Linked DNA regions of Mus musculus: region 2 is linked to region 1. The links are chromatin contacts, called in public Hi-C maps. All regions are on one chromosome and are shown on one strand. The core of a region is the stretch at or near the end of the contact, and the rest is flanking DNA. Distances in the headings are between cores, read along the strand shown. Region 1 has its middle 52 kb from the start of 9130015L21Rik. Region 2 has its middle 8.1 kb from the start of Gm826.

The links. Hi-C and Micro-C count contacts between places; a contact is called where the count stands out from the background.
Region 2: a contact with region 1 is called in a Hi-C map of bone marrow-derived macrophages, with 24 read pairs. The contact joins two enhancer-like sites. A contact is called at or near these places in 1 of 39 promoter capture datasets (liver), 2 of 484 Hi-C or Micro-C datasets (bone marrow-derived macrophages and embryonic stem cells), 2 of 115 datasets of contacts at active chromatin or transcription factors (bone marrow-derived macrophages and embryonic stem cells) and 1 of 9 other capture datasets (adipose tissue).

Annotation. Positions count from the first base shown.
Region 1 is chr2:160,066,000-160,071,761 of GRCm38.p6, forward strand. No RefSeq gene overlaps it. Among named protein-coding and RNA genes, the nearest start is that of 9130015L21Rik, 52 kb to the left of the region's middle. Within about 2 kb of position 2,957, at least 41 of the 459 cell types and tissues checked have an H3K27ac peak or open chromatin away from gene starts, as enhancers often do. A contact at or near this core is called in adipose tissue and bone marrow-derived macrophages, where this site is marked.
Region 2 is chr2:160,332,694-160,338,455 of GRCm38.p6, forward strand. It overlaps Gm46773 and a transcript of Gm826 not described here. Among named protein-coding and RNA genes, the nearest start is that of Gm826, 8.1 kb to the left of the region's middle. Within about 2 kb of position 2,563, at least 34 of the 459 cell types and tissues checked have an H3K27ac peak or open chromatin away from gene starts, as enhancers often do. A contact at or near this core is called in adipose tissue and bone marrow-derived macrophages, where this site is marked.

The DNA of each region.
Region 1 (5,762 bases), core at 1,707-4,206:
CAGCACATGCATTCCTCTGAGCCACGCCTTCTATCTGGAGTGACCCTGGTCTGAACCCCCGCAGTATCATGTTTGGGATCCATTCACCACTTAAATTTGCAGGCTTGCTTTCCACTTCCACAGAAACATAGTCAGAAATGACCCTGCACCAAACACCCATCAGAAACCTGTGTGCAATCTGTCTTTATTACTACGAAGAAAGGTTGTCCTGCGAGGCACGGAGCAGGAGGTGGGGGAAGGAGAAATTAATTGAATGTCAAGTTTCAATTGTTGAGTCACTAATCTAATCGGTGACAACTTTAGCCTTTTCGATGTACAGCTTAGCTTTCCAAAAAAAAATTAGAAATATCCTCTTTTCCAAAAAGCTATTGGAGAAGAGATAATTACCCCAATACAATCTGGGCTTATTCTCAGAGTTGTGAGCTCTTTTTTTCTTTTTTTTTTTCCTTTTAAACACGACAACATTTCCTACATGTGTTCAATGAAGCTGAAAATGCTATTTTGATAATGGGCCCACAGAACGTTTAACAGGCCGGGATGACAATGTGAGACTTTCTTGGGGAAACAGGAAGCAATGGAAAGCTATAATAGGAGTCATTAGTGGGGACTTGGGAGTCTGCTGGAGACACTGGTGCAATTCTCAGCTTTACTGTTTTCTTAATAAGGCTCTTTGGAGATCAGATTCAAAGTGTCATGTCACCAAACCCCAGGCCCTGAGCCCTGTCCCTGCATTCAATCAGAGCCTCCCCGTTGTCCAGATAGAAGCCCCCTTCTACAACCCCTCCCCTCAGTCAGCCAATGTTGCCTGAATTCCTACCATAGTGCAGTTTCCCTCTGAGCTACTGACAGTGAGCTAAAAATAACCTTTGTCCCTATACTCCCCAGCCCAGAAGAAGACAGACAAAAAGGAGAGAGTTGGTGGGGTTTTGTTTTGTTTTGTTTTGTTTTGGAGTTGGGTTCTGTGTGAACTGGTAGCACATGCTCTGTGGGAGTAGAGACTACGGAGCAGTCAAGTCCATGGTCTTGAAAGATGAGTAGGGTTTCCCCAGTGTGAGAAACTGAGACTCCTTCATCTGGCTTCATGCCCACTCTTGCCTCTGAACTGAGGCCAGAAAGACGGAATCACATGCTCAACCTTGGAAATGAGAGTGAAGTCCAAGCTCTGGAAATTCACTGACTGAAAATAGTTCACTAAGGAGAAGGCAGAGCCATTCTATTAAGCAGAGTGAACAGAGCAGAGGACGGGCAGGAGAAAATGGGATCTGTATACCAAGCTGGTTAGCTCTTAGAGCTGTCAGCAGAAGCCAGACCAGCTCTGAAGCCTCCTTGACACCTAGAACTGAGCCCCAAAGGGAGTTACTCCCAGCAGAGTCAGTCTCCACCAGCCTTGGTTTCCTAAATCAAAGCCAGTTCTCTTCTAGACAAAGGGGAGCAAGCATGTCTTTCAAGACCTTGGTTCTCTTAGAGGACAGGGAGGTAAAAATTACTTTAATCTTTCTTTCTGGTCTCTGGAATAATGAGGAAGAAGACAACCAGAAGCTGGGCATCTGTAAAAACTAAGGCACAGCCTTCTTCAGACAAGGTAACCATGCTAAGTAAGCGGCCAAGGTTCAAAGAACTGATAAGTGATTGCCTATATGGTGAGTTAACATACTTAAGTACTCTCACACACAAATAACGTAATATTCCACAGACAAAGATGTAAATAAGGTTGATGTCTGAGAAAGTTTGTGGTCCTAAGAAGCAAATTCCAAATTAGCTTTAAGACTGAGAAAAGAAACGGTAACTATGAAGTCCAGGAGTGACCATAGAACTGATAAGATTAAAAGTATTCTCAATGAGGAAAGAAGAGGCAGTCCGAGTGGTCCCCAGCTAGCAAAGCCCTATGACAGGTACAGTCACATAGAGAATGGGATGCTCTTGTCCCTTTAATTGATGTCCTAGTCCTGGAAGCCGCCTCCACCCAAGTTCAGCAAAAGCACACGGCTGAGTTTTCCTTGTGGTTGCTTTGGTTTGGCATGTCAGTTAATTTTGTTTGGTGGAAAAAAAAAACACGAAGTGGCTGGTTCTGACGTCGAAATCTGTGCGGTTCAAAACAATGATCGCATGGTAGGGAGCAGGCGGCTGTGAGTCAGAGAGATTATGGAAATGCAGCAAGATGTTGTGAAGGAACACGGAACTGGGGACACTTGAGGGCACCTATCCCAATCTCAGCAGCCTGTGCTCCTCAACATTTGAGTCACACAAGGCAAACATCAAAAAAAAAATGTAAATAAATTATTTCAAAAAGCTCTTTGAAGTAGTAATTAGCATCATTTGAAAAAAATCTGCTCAATTTTACCTTTTGATTTTCAAGTAGCCTTTTAGCTTTGTGCATGTAACTAGTGCCTCCCCAATACCTTTATTATACATAGAAAATTCTTTCTATGTTATGTTGTCCTCATTTTCATCGTGATGGGGTTTCTGCAACAGCATTTGGTAGAAGCCGTGAAGGAACACTTCTGTCCTAAGTCGGAAGTGTTGGTGTCTGTCCTTAAGTCCCGTGAAAATGGAAACAAATACTAATGAAGAGTTCACAGTTGAAGATGAAGAGAATAAACGGAGCCTGGCACCTGAGAAGAGAGCAAAGTTCTGCCATCACAGTATGTGGTGCTGACGTCGCATCTCCTGAGCTCCACGGATATGAGAATTCTACTCATCCCATTTTTTCTTCTCTATGTTCCCAAGAATCTGGAGACGTGGCTGGCAAAGCACACAGGTATTGTCTAGAACTCTGTGGATGAAGTTGCACCATTCATAGCGATGAAGATTCCATCAAAAGGCAGAGCAGATTCTCCAAGTCACAGAATCCCAGGGCCAAACTAAGGATTCAACTGAATTTGACTGCACAGTTCCCTGATCTTCAGAAGGCACTGATCTTTCTTCCTCCTTAGAGAGCTGGGCTTCCTGTTTCCTTGGTCCCGACTTGCTGCCTGCAGTGATAGAATCCTCAGCCCGTTGCAACACTTAAAGCAGTGGTTTCCCACAGTGAGGAGAGGTATGATTGCACTTGGAGTTAGATAAATGTGTAGGACGTGGATGTCTGCTCATTTAACTTGTGCCTATTGCATGACTAATCCCTCTTGGGAGCACCACTTTGGTGGTCAATTCAGACCTCTATAGATGCCTTTTACCTTAGGTTGTATGTTCTTTGACATGCATGAAAGAGCTAAAATTTCCTGAGAAATTGTGATACCCTAGAAACCTTTAACAACTGACAGTCAGGTAAAGTTCAGGCACTTACCTGCACTGAGCCAGGACACCTGTGTGCTTCTGTCTCCATCCCATTTCACCAGGCCTTACACTCAGGAGCAGTTGGCCAACACAAGATGGACTCCATGGGTTTCTTTTACTGATACGGTTGGAGGTAGAGGTGGTTTAGTAGGTTGCTTTTTCTGCTTCTTTTGGGTTTTTTTTTTTAGTTTGTTTTGTTTGTTTATTTGTTTGTTCAGGGACTGTGTGTGTGTGTGTGTGTGTGTGTGTGTGTGTGTGTGTGTATCTTTTAATGAATTAAAAACAGACTCTTCTCCCCAAAGGATACATTCCAACTACAGTTCCCCTCCCTCTACTCCTCTCAGCTCTGCCTCCTACCTCCCCTTGCCCCCAGATCTACTCCTCGTCCATTTCCCTTCAGAAAGAACCAAGCCATCAAGAGAGACCAATCAAACACAACAATTGTTAGTTCATGTAAAGAGAAAGAGAGAGAACATGATGTTGGGGTGGACAGGGAAGAGAGAGCCTATGAGAAGGATTGGGGAAGGGAAAAGAATATAATTAAAATGTGTTGTATAAAATATTTTAGTTAACATGATTCTTAAAAAATAGATTGATATGAATTTACCCTCTGCCAGACCTTGCCTGCACCCTTTCTTTGCTTGGCTTTCCCCCCACTTTCTTGTCCTTCTCCATTTCCCTTCACTGGTTTACTGCAAATGATTTCATAGTTAAAGGTCTGATTCTGTGCAGTTTAACTCAAATAATATTTCCTTTGTTATTTATTCCCTACCCTACCCTACCTACCCAGACCTGGTCATATAAAGAACTAGATACAAGCACCCCAAACACAAAGGGCTAATCAATACATCTTAGGCTTTTATTCAAAGGAGGCTTTTTTCTACATCCAAAAACAACATAGATTTTGAGTTTGCTGTTATTGAAATAATTGGAGACCAGGGAGATCTGCCATTCTCTTCAAGAAAGGTCAAAGTTACCTTTGGGGATCATGCAGAACCGAAGCCATCTTGAAAAGCATCATAAGAAGTTCCCCCTCTATCTGGCCAACATAAAACCAGACCCATATTCCCATCCTCACTAACATTAGACCCTCTGTTTCCTTATGCCCTTTGTAGAAGAAATGTATAAAGATGACGTTTATCTGAAAATTTTTCCTTTAAAAAAAAAACACTTTTCAAAGAAGATTTTAGACGAGAGAAGAAAATGTATTTCTTCATAGGGAACTGCATGACTGACTCTGTGACACATCTCCCTGTTGTGAAATCCAAGCAACTGTCATAAAACATCTAGAAAAAAGGGAAGAAAGGGACAAGGTGCCTTGAAGAGGAAGCACTGGCTGTGTATTCACATTTCTATGGAAACAGGCTTGTGCAGCCTGGGACTTGGTTGACTGTGGTTAGAAGGACATGAAGTCAGGTGCCCGGCAGCTGCTAAGAGATGCTGGAGCAGCAGTTTGCAAGCAATGGCACAGAGCCTTCCAAACCCTTATCTTTGTGTCAAGAGCAGATAGAACTTCATGAGATTCCTTCCTTACATAGTCCAGTTAGAGCCATGGTGGTCTCCCATCCATGTGTGCTTGCAAGTGGGAGTGCCTTCACATGTTCTCCTACTTCCCAAAGTACTGCTCCAGAAAGGATAAGATGAAGACATCCGATGAAGCAAACAATACTGGAATAGGACCAGTGACTAAAAGAGAATAGCCTTTCATGAGTACTAAGGGAACTAGGTTTGGTTGACTCCTGAACTCCCAGATGATTGCTATTAGAACATCATCCATGCCAATTAGTAGCAATAAGAGGAGGAAGGAAGAGGAGAGAGACAAGGAGGAGGAGAGAGAGAGAAGGAAGAGGGGGAAGGGGCAGAGAAGAGGAGGAGGAACTTTAGAGATTGTGAGCAGACAGTAAGTATCCTACTACTGATTAGGAAGAAAAGCATACTTTATTAAAGTAAAAATAGTGTCTGCACATGGGATGGATCCTCAGGTGGGGCAGTGTCTGGATGGCCGTTCCTTCAGTCTCTGCTCCACTCTTTGCCCCTGTATTTCCTTTAGACAGGAGTAATTCTGGGTTAATATTTTTGAGATGGGTGAGTGGCCCCATCTCTCAACCAGGGGCCATGTCTAACCTCTGGATCTGGTCTCAGCAGGTTCTAGAAGCAGGGGTGAGGGGGGTGGGATAGGAAGTTTGCAGGGGGAAACAGGGAAGGGGGATAACATTTGAAATGTCAATAAATAAAATAAGAAATAAAAAATAAAGTAAAAATGGAAGAAAACATCACATTTAAGAGCATTATTGGCATTTTGTTTTGTTGTGTTTTGTTTTGTTTTTTAAAGAAGTCATACCTAATGGTTACATAAGTATCAGAATTATTCATCCTGAGAGGAAATAATCTGACATCTTTATGGTTTACATTATTGATTTGCAACTCCTATATATCTGCAATGAAATAAGGGGGAAGACGTGATTGATTAAAAAAAATTATTGACACTA
Region 2 (5,762 bases), core at 1,313-3,812, 270 kb after region 1:
CTCTCATGGCCATCAGCGGGGACACTGGAGGAACTTGCGTGTAGGTACAACACAATGATCCTGCTCTCTGGCACAGGAGGGAGGAGGCTGTTTGCCTTCCCAGGACATTTCATTTTGCCTGTGTTTGGCAAGACATATCTGATACACTGGCAGGCAGGCACATTGCTCACTGTGTCCCCACGGTGACACACCTTGCGTTTTATGACCAGAACAACCCGGGTACAAGATCAGCCCCAAGTTAAACCCCACCCCTCCCCCATCCCCCACCCCAGTGTGCTGTAGAACTGCAGGAACTCCCCACTTGCAACAGAGCTGGGGCAGACACCAGCAGTCTGTCCATCCAGCCATCTCTTTCATCAACATTTATAGCCGCCTACCTGCACCCAGCCCTGTGCTGGGCCCTGGAGATGCCAGGACACATAAGACACTGTTCCTTCTCCTTAGAACTCAAGGTCCAAAGGGCAAAACAGGAGATGTGATACCCTGAGGAGGGGCAGTGTGGCCAGGCAGGAACATTGGCAGTACACAGAACTGGGGTCAGATTCCAGCTCTGTTCCTTCCTCACGATTTAACCTTGGCAAGTCGCTTGTCCTCAGCAAACCTCAAACTTGTCCTGGTGTGATGAGGGTGATGGGGATACCAATTTCCTTGTGTTGCTGGAAAGATAGCACTCAGCACTGCTTGTAAAGCACTGTCCACCAGGGCTGGTACCCCAAGGCTTACCATGAGCACCAGCCAGTGTCATTATTCAAATGTGTATGATGCCTATCAGGCCTTGACGGGAAAGTTGGGCCAAGCAAGAGAACCCGTATCGGGAGCCCTCTGTGGATGTCAGAGGCAAGATTTCATCACTCACTCGCTCAGCAAATGTTCCTTGAGAGTCCTCAAAGTGCCGAGGCCAGCACGAGGGGTAAGGTTATCCCACAAGAGGGTGCGGTAAAAAAGACGCGGACGTGGCCATAGAGTTGGGTAGCTGGGAAGGGAGTTACCCTGAGAACAGACCAAGCACCAACCAAGCGAGGGCTGTAAGATCTGTAAGAAAGGTGGCACGGAGGAAGGCAAAGGAAGCAATCCTTTGCCAGCTGGAGAGGTCAAGAAAGGCTTCCAGGAGGAGGAGGAGAGGTTAGCATAGTACTTCAAGCATGAGAAAGTACTGTGGCGCCCCCTTTTTAAGTCCAAGCAAGGGGTGTATTCTCTAATAACAGATACCTTGATACCTTCAATGTCACAAGAAGAGAGGCCACCAGCAGATTTTCCTTGTTGCTTATCCAGAATACAGATACACGCGTGTTCCAGGAGCTGTGTTACCAGGAATCAGAGCAGCCTTCAAGAAGCTCACCTCAAGGTCAGCCTGAGAGGAAAGAGGCAGAAAGGCCTTCGAAGGGGCCTTCTGAGCACAAGCAGGGAGTCGCACAGGGCAGACTAAAGGCACAAGGATTCCGGCCTGGAGAGGCCAGTGAGGTCAAAGCAAAAGAGAACAGAACATGCCCAGGCTCCCAGCTAACCTTTAGCCCACAAGGACAGCTTCCACTAATCTCAGCAGCCAAAGCCAAGTTGGGAACCTGGGTCTGCCTGTTCCCAACACTTGGACACTGTGTCAGATCCACCAGAGGTGTTCTGGGTCTCTGCTGGGGTTTGAAAAATTCTCAACACACATCCCCACCTCAGATGCCCTCAGTGTTCTTGCCTGAGCCATGCCAAGCCCCCTTCCCTGAGGTGTGTGGCTGCTCTAGGCTTCACTCCACACCCACATCCCAATGCAGACACCCACACACCATGGCCCAGCCCCTGCCTCATCCTTTGGCTTATCTGTCCCATATTTACAGCTGTCACCAGGACCTACTGTTAAGTTGCCTGCCCGCCCGGGGAAGCCCTTGGCTGACATCCATCCCAGGAAGCCGTATTAGCAACTTCATTCACCAGGGTCAGTCTGGACTCCCATTGTGTGCTGTAAAATCATTTGTTTACTTCAGCTTTGGAGGCAGCCCTGCTTTAGGACGACAATTATTACTGTCTGGCAGGGCAGACAGTGCACATGCCTTTTGCAGACACATAGCCATGGTACTTTTTGCACATTGTAACAAAAGACTTGCCTTACCAATACCACCCAGAAAATACCCGATACTATTCCAATCGGAGTGTGAACTCACTGGAACACATGTGACACAGATACATATGCACAGATATATGTGTACATTTGAACTAACAAAAAGGAAAGTGAGTTAAATTAAAAAGAAATCACAACCTACGTAGCAAGCTAAACAACAAACAGTAATACTCAAGGCTCGTAAGGTGGTGTGGAAATTTCTAGACAGATAAGCTTTGCTAGAAGCAAAGTAAACAAGAGCCTTTATGGAAGGTAAATTGGAAAATATGTATCATGGACCACAAAAAGTGTTCCTTTCCCCAAGACCCACCAACTCTGCTTCTGTGAATTTATCTGAAGCAAATGAAACAAAAAAGGAGACATATTCTGTGTTCATAAAGAGGTGTCTACCAGAACCTTAAGCTGGGGGAAAATGAAAGCAAAACTCAGTGGCAGTTTGATGACATCACAGGAAACCATTAACGGGATAATGGTTCATCTGGAATGGGGAACAGGGCACTGTGGCACTGTGGCACTGTGGTCCAGACCAGCATGGATGAGCTGGGTCCTTGCTGCACTGCTAGGCTGCCAACCTCATGAGACAGGGTTGATCCCCCACCCTCTGTCTTCCAAACATTCAGTTGGGTTCTATGTTGTTTTTATAGTTTCTTTTAATTAGAGCTAACAAATGATTGTGCTTTGCCAAAGAACTACAAACAGAGCTTAATTAGCCAGAGCGGCTTTCACAAGACCCTCCGTCTGTCTGGGTCTTGTTTCCATCTTCTTTAAGATCATCTATCCCATAAACGGAGTGTGGGAAGTAGCCCTGGGAAGGCTTTGTATGTCTTTGTACATCTTTAAAACAAGGGTAAGGAGGAATGGCATAGTCAAAATACTGACTTCATGGCTGTTACGTATTAACACCTATCCATTAAGTCTGGTGCTCCCAACTAACCTGCAATGGGTGTTGTCATCCCATTGCAGAGATGAGAAAACTGAGGCTTCCTGAGCAAAAGGAACTTTTTCCAGGAGAGATACAGAGGGTGGGAAGAGGAGAATTCAAATACAAATCTTTCCAGCTCTAGTCTCCGTTGTTCATGAAGTTTTCAAGCCACATGGATTGTCTTTCTCAAATGGGTTTAAGTGAAGAAGGTAGAGGACATGACAAGAAGGAAACCCCAGGCAGCCTATTCAAAATGCCTGGGAAGCACTTCTGCCTTGGAAGAACATAGCTTTCTTCACCATGCAGAACCCACTGAGACCAAGAACTCCAAAAGAAAGCATCCACTGTACCAAGAACCTACCTCAGCAACCACAGAAACAAACCCTGAGAAAAAAAAACTAGGACCAGAGTATTGGTGACTGGCTTGTGGCAACATTGAGCTCCATCCTTAGATGCCTGTAAATGGACCTGCTCTGGGACACGTTATGGGGACCTTGGGTGTCTGGGTGTCCCATTCCCTCACTTGCAGCTAGGCCAGCACTCTGGCTCCTGTCCACAGCACACTCCCCACATATCTTCAGACTCCCAGCCCTGGGCCTCTTTAAGCCTATAATTACCCACAGTGCCCGACTTTATGGGTTCCTAAGAGGGAAGACCAGTAGCAAGAAGAAGTTCCTTGAAGGAGAACTGGCCCAACACACTCTCTTCCTTCCTGCCCAGAAGGAGCTTCTAGAGCATGCTCAGCTGAACCCAGCAAACGCCGTCTTGGCTTCTAAATCTTTCACAAACTTCCCTAGCCTCGAGTCTTCCGTGTCTGCCCAAGGTGCTAAGGTGAAGCACAGATTGTCCTCTGTAGCTCCTATGGTCAGCCTCAGCTTCACAATTTCACCCCACTCCACCACACTTGGATGCACTGAGTCTTCACGTTCCTCCGGACTAACTTCCCCTGAGCATCTGTCTCTCTGCTCTCCATCCCTGTCTCCCCTTCCACCGGCTGACTCCCACGCACTCTGAGGACTTACTTTAGATTCTTTTGAGGGTCGATTTTGCCCCCATCTCTGACTCACAGACCTTGTATGGTTAGTTTCACTTTTGACTTGACACAAGGTAGGGTCATTTGGGAAGAAGAAATCTGAATTAAGAAACTCTGCCTCTATAGGATTAACAGTGAGTCGTAGAGCATTTTCTTGATTGAACTTTGATGTGGGAGGACCAGCCCATTTTGGGCAGTGCTACCCCTGGGCAGGTGGTCCTGGGATATATAAGAAAACAAACTGAATGCACCAGGAGGAACAAGCCAGTAGGCAGCACTCCCCCCATAGCCTCTGCATCAGCTTTAGGTCCCTGCTCTGTTTGAGATCCTGCCCTGACTCCTTCAGTGATGGACTGTGATGCCGAACCATAAGCTAAAATAAGCCCCTTCCTCCCCAAGTTGCTTTTGATCATGGTGTTTTATCACAGTAATAGAAGCCTTAAGACAGACAGACAGACAGACAGACAGACAGACAGACAGACACACACACACACACACACACACACACACACACACACACACACACAGAGCAGTTTGCCGTCCATCTCTGAGTCCCTCCCCAGTCCCCCTGGCAGACTGTACAGAGAAGGGCCAAGTTCAGTGTACCAGCAAATTTCCCACTATGGGCAGCCAGAAGTCTGCTTTGCTGTGATTTGAGGCAGAGCATGCATCTGAGTCCCCTGGGTATAAATCCACTAGGCTGTCACTCACTAGCTGGGGGCCATTCCTGGTGACTATCAATCCTTAGCCTGTCATCAACACTGACAGTGTAGACTTAGGCAGTTGGAAGTGGGAGAATATATGAGGTCCAGGGAAGACAAAGAGGTCGTCCACATTGCCTACGTCTATCAGAGCCCAGAACACGGCACTACCATGGACTCTACCTGCATCTGTCCTGCCTTGTTTATAGCTATCTTCCCAGGGCCTCCCCTCATTCTTGCCACAGAGGAACATGTGGCTAACCAAATTGATATCCCACTTGGGGCAGTTCCCCCAGCCCATCAGTAGTCTGGGAACTCTACTCTTTTACTTCCAGCTGGGAAAAGATGGAAGAGGCAGAGAGTAGGGACACCTTTGCTCTCACCAGCGTTAGCCAGACATTCCAGGGGCCATCTTTCCCTGGAAGCGCCATACATAGATAATGAGAGCTGAATCAGTGTCAGAGGTCTGGATTCAAATCTCAGCTCCATCCACTACAGTATGGCCTTGGGCCAGTGGCACAACTTCAAATTTCAGATGAAAACATGATTAAAAGAAGCATGATCAGTACAATAGCTCCACTAGTGGAAGGAGTTAAAGGGACCTGATGGGTCGCAGACAGCTCTAACTGGCTAATATCACTCTGCAGGTCATTGGAAGCCATTGATCCATTTCCCAGTGCCGCTCAGCAAGCATAGATGCTCTTGACCCCATAATCAGCTTTCCCTCTATGATGTCAGGCAATGCCCTCCCATAGGATCTGGTTTTGAGACCCTACACAGGATCTTCAAAGTCTTTTTCCTTCCCTCTCCTGGAGGGAGTCTAATGTCCGAACTGAATGAGAACTCAACACCAAGACATTTGAGCCACACGGAACAGGATGTGCCTCACTAACCCCTTGGGACCCTTTGCTTCAGTGCAAACAGTTGGGGGCCGCATCAGTATTCTTGAGGTGATCACACCAGGAGGGGCTGGTCAACTCACTCTGTTTATCTGAGGTT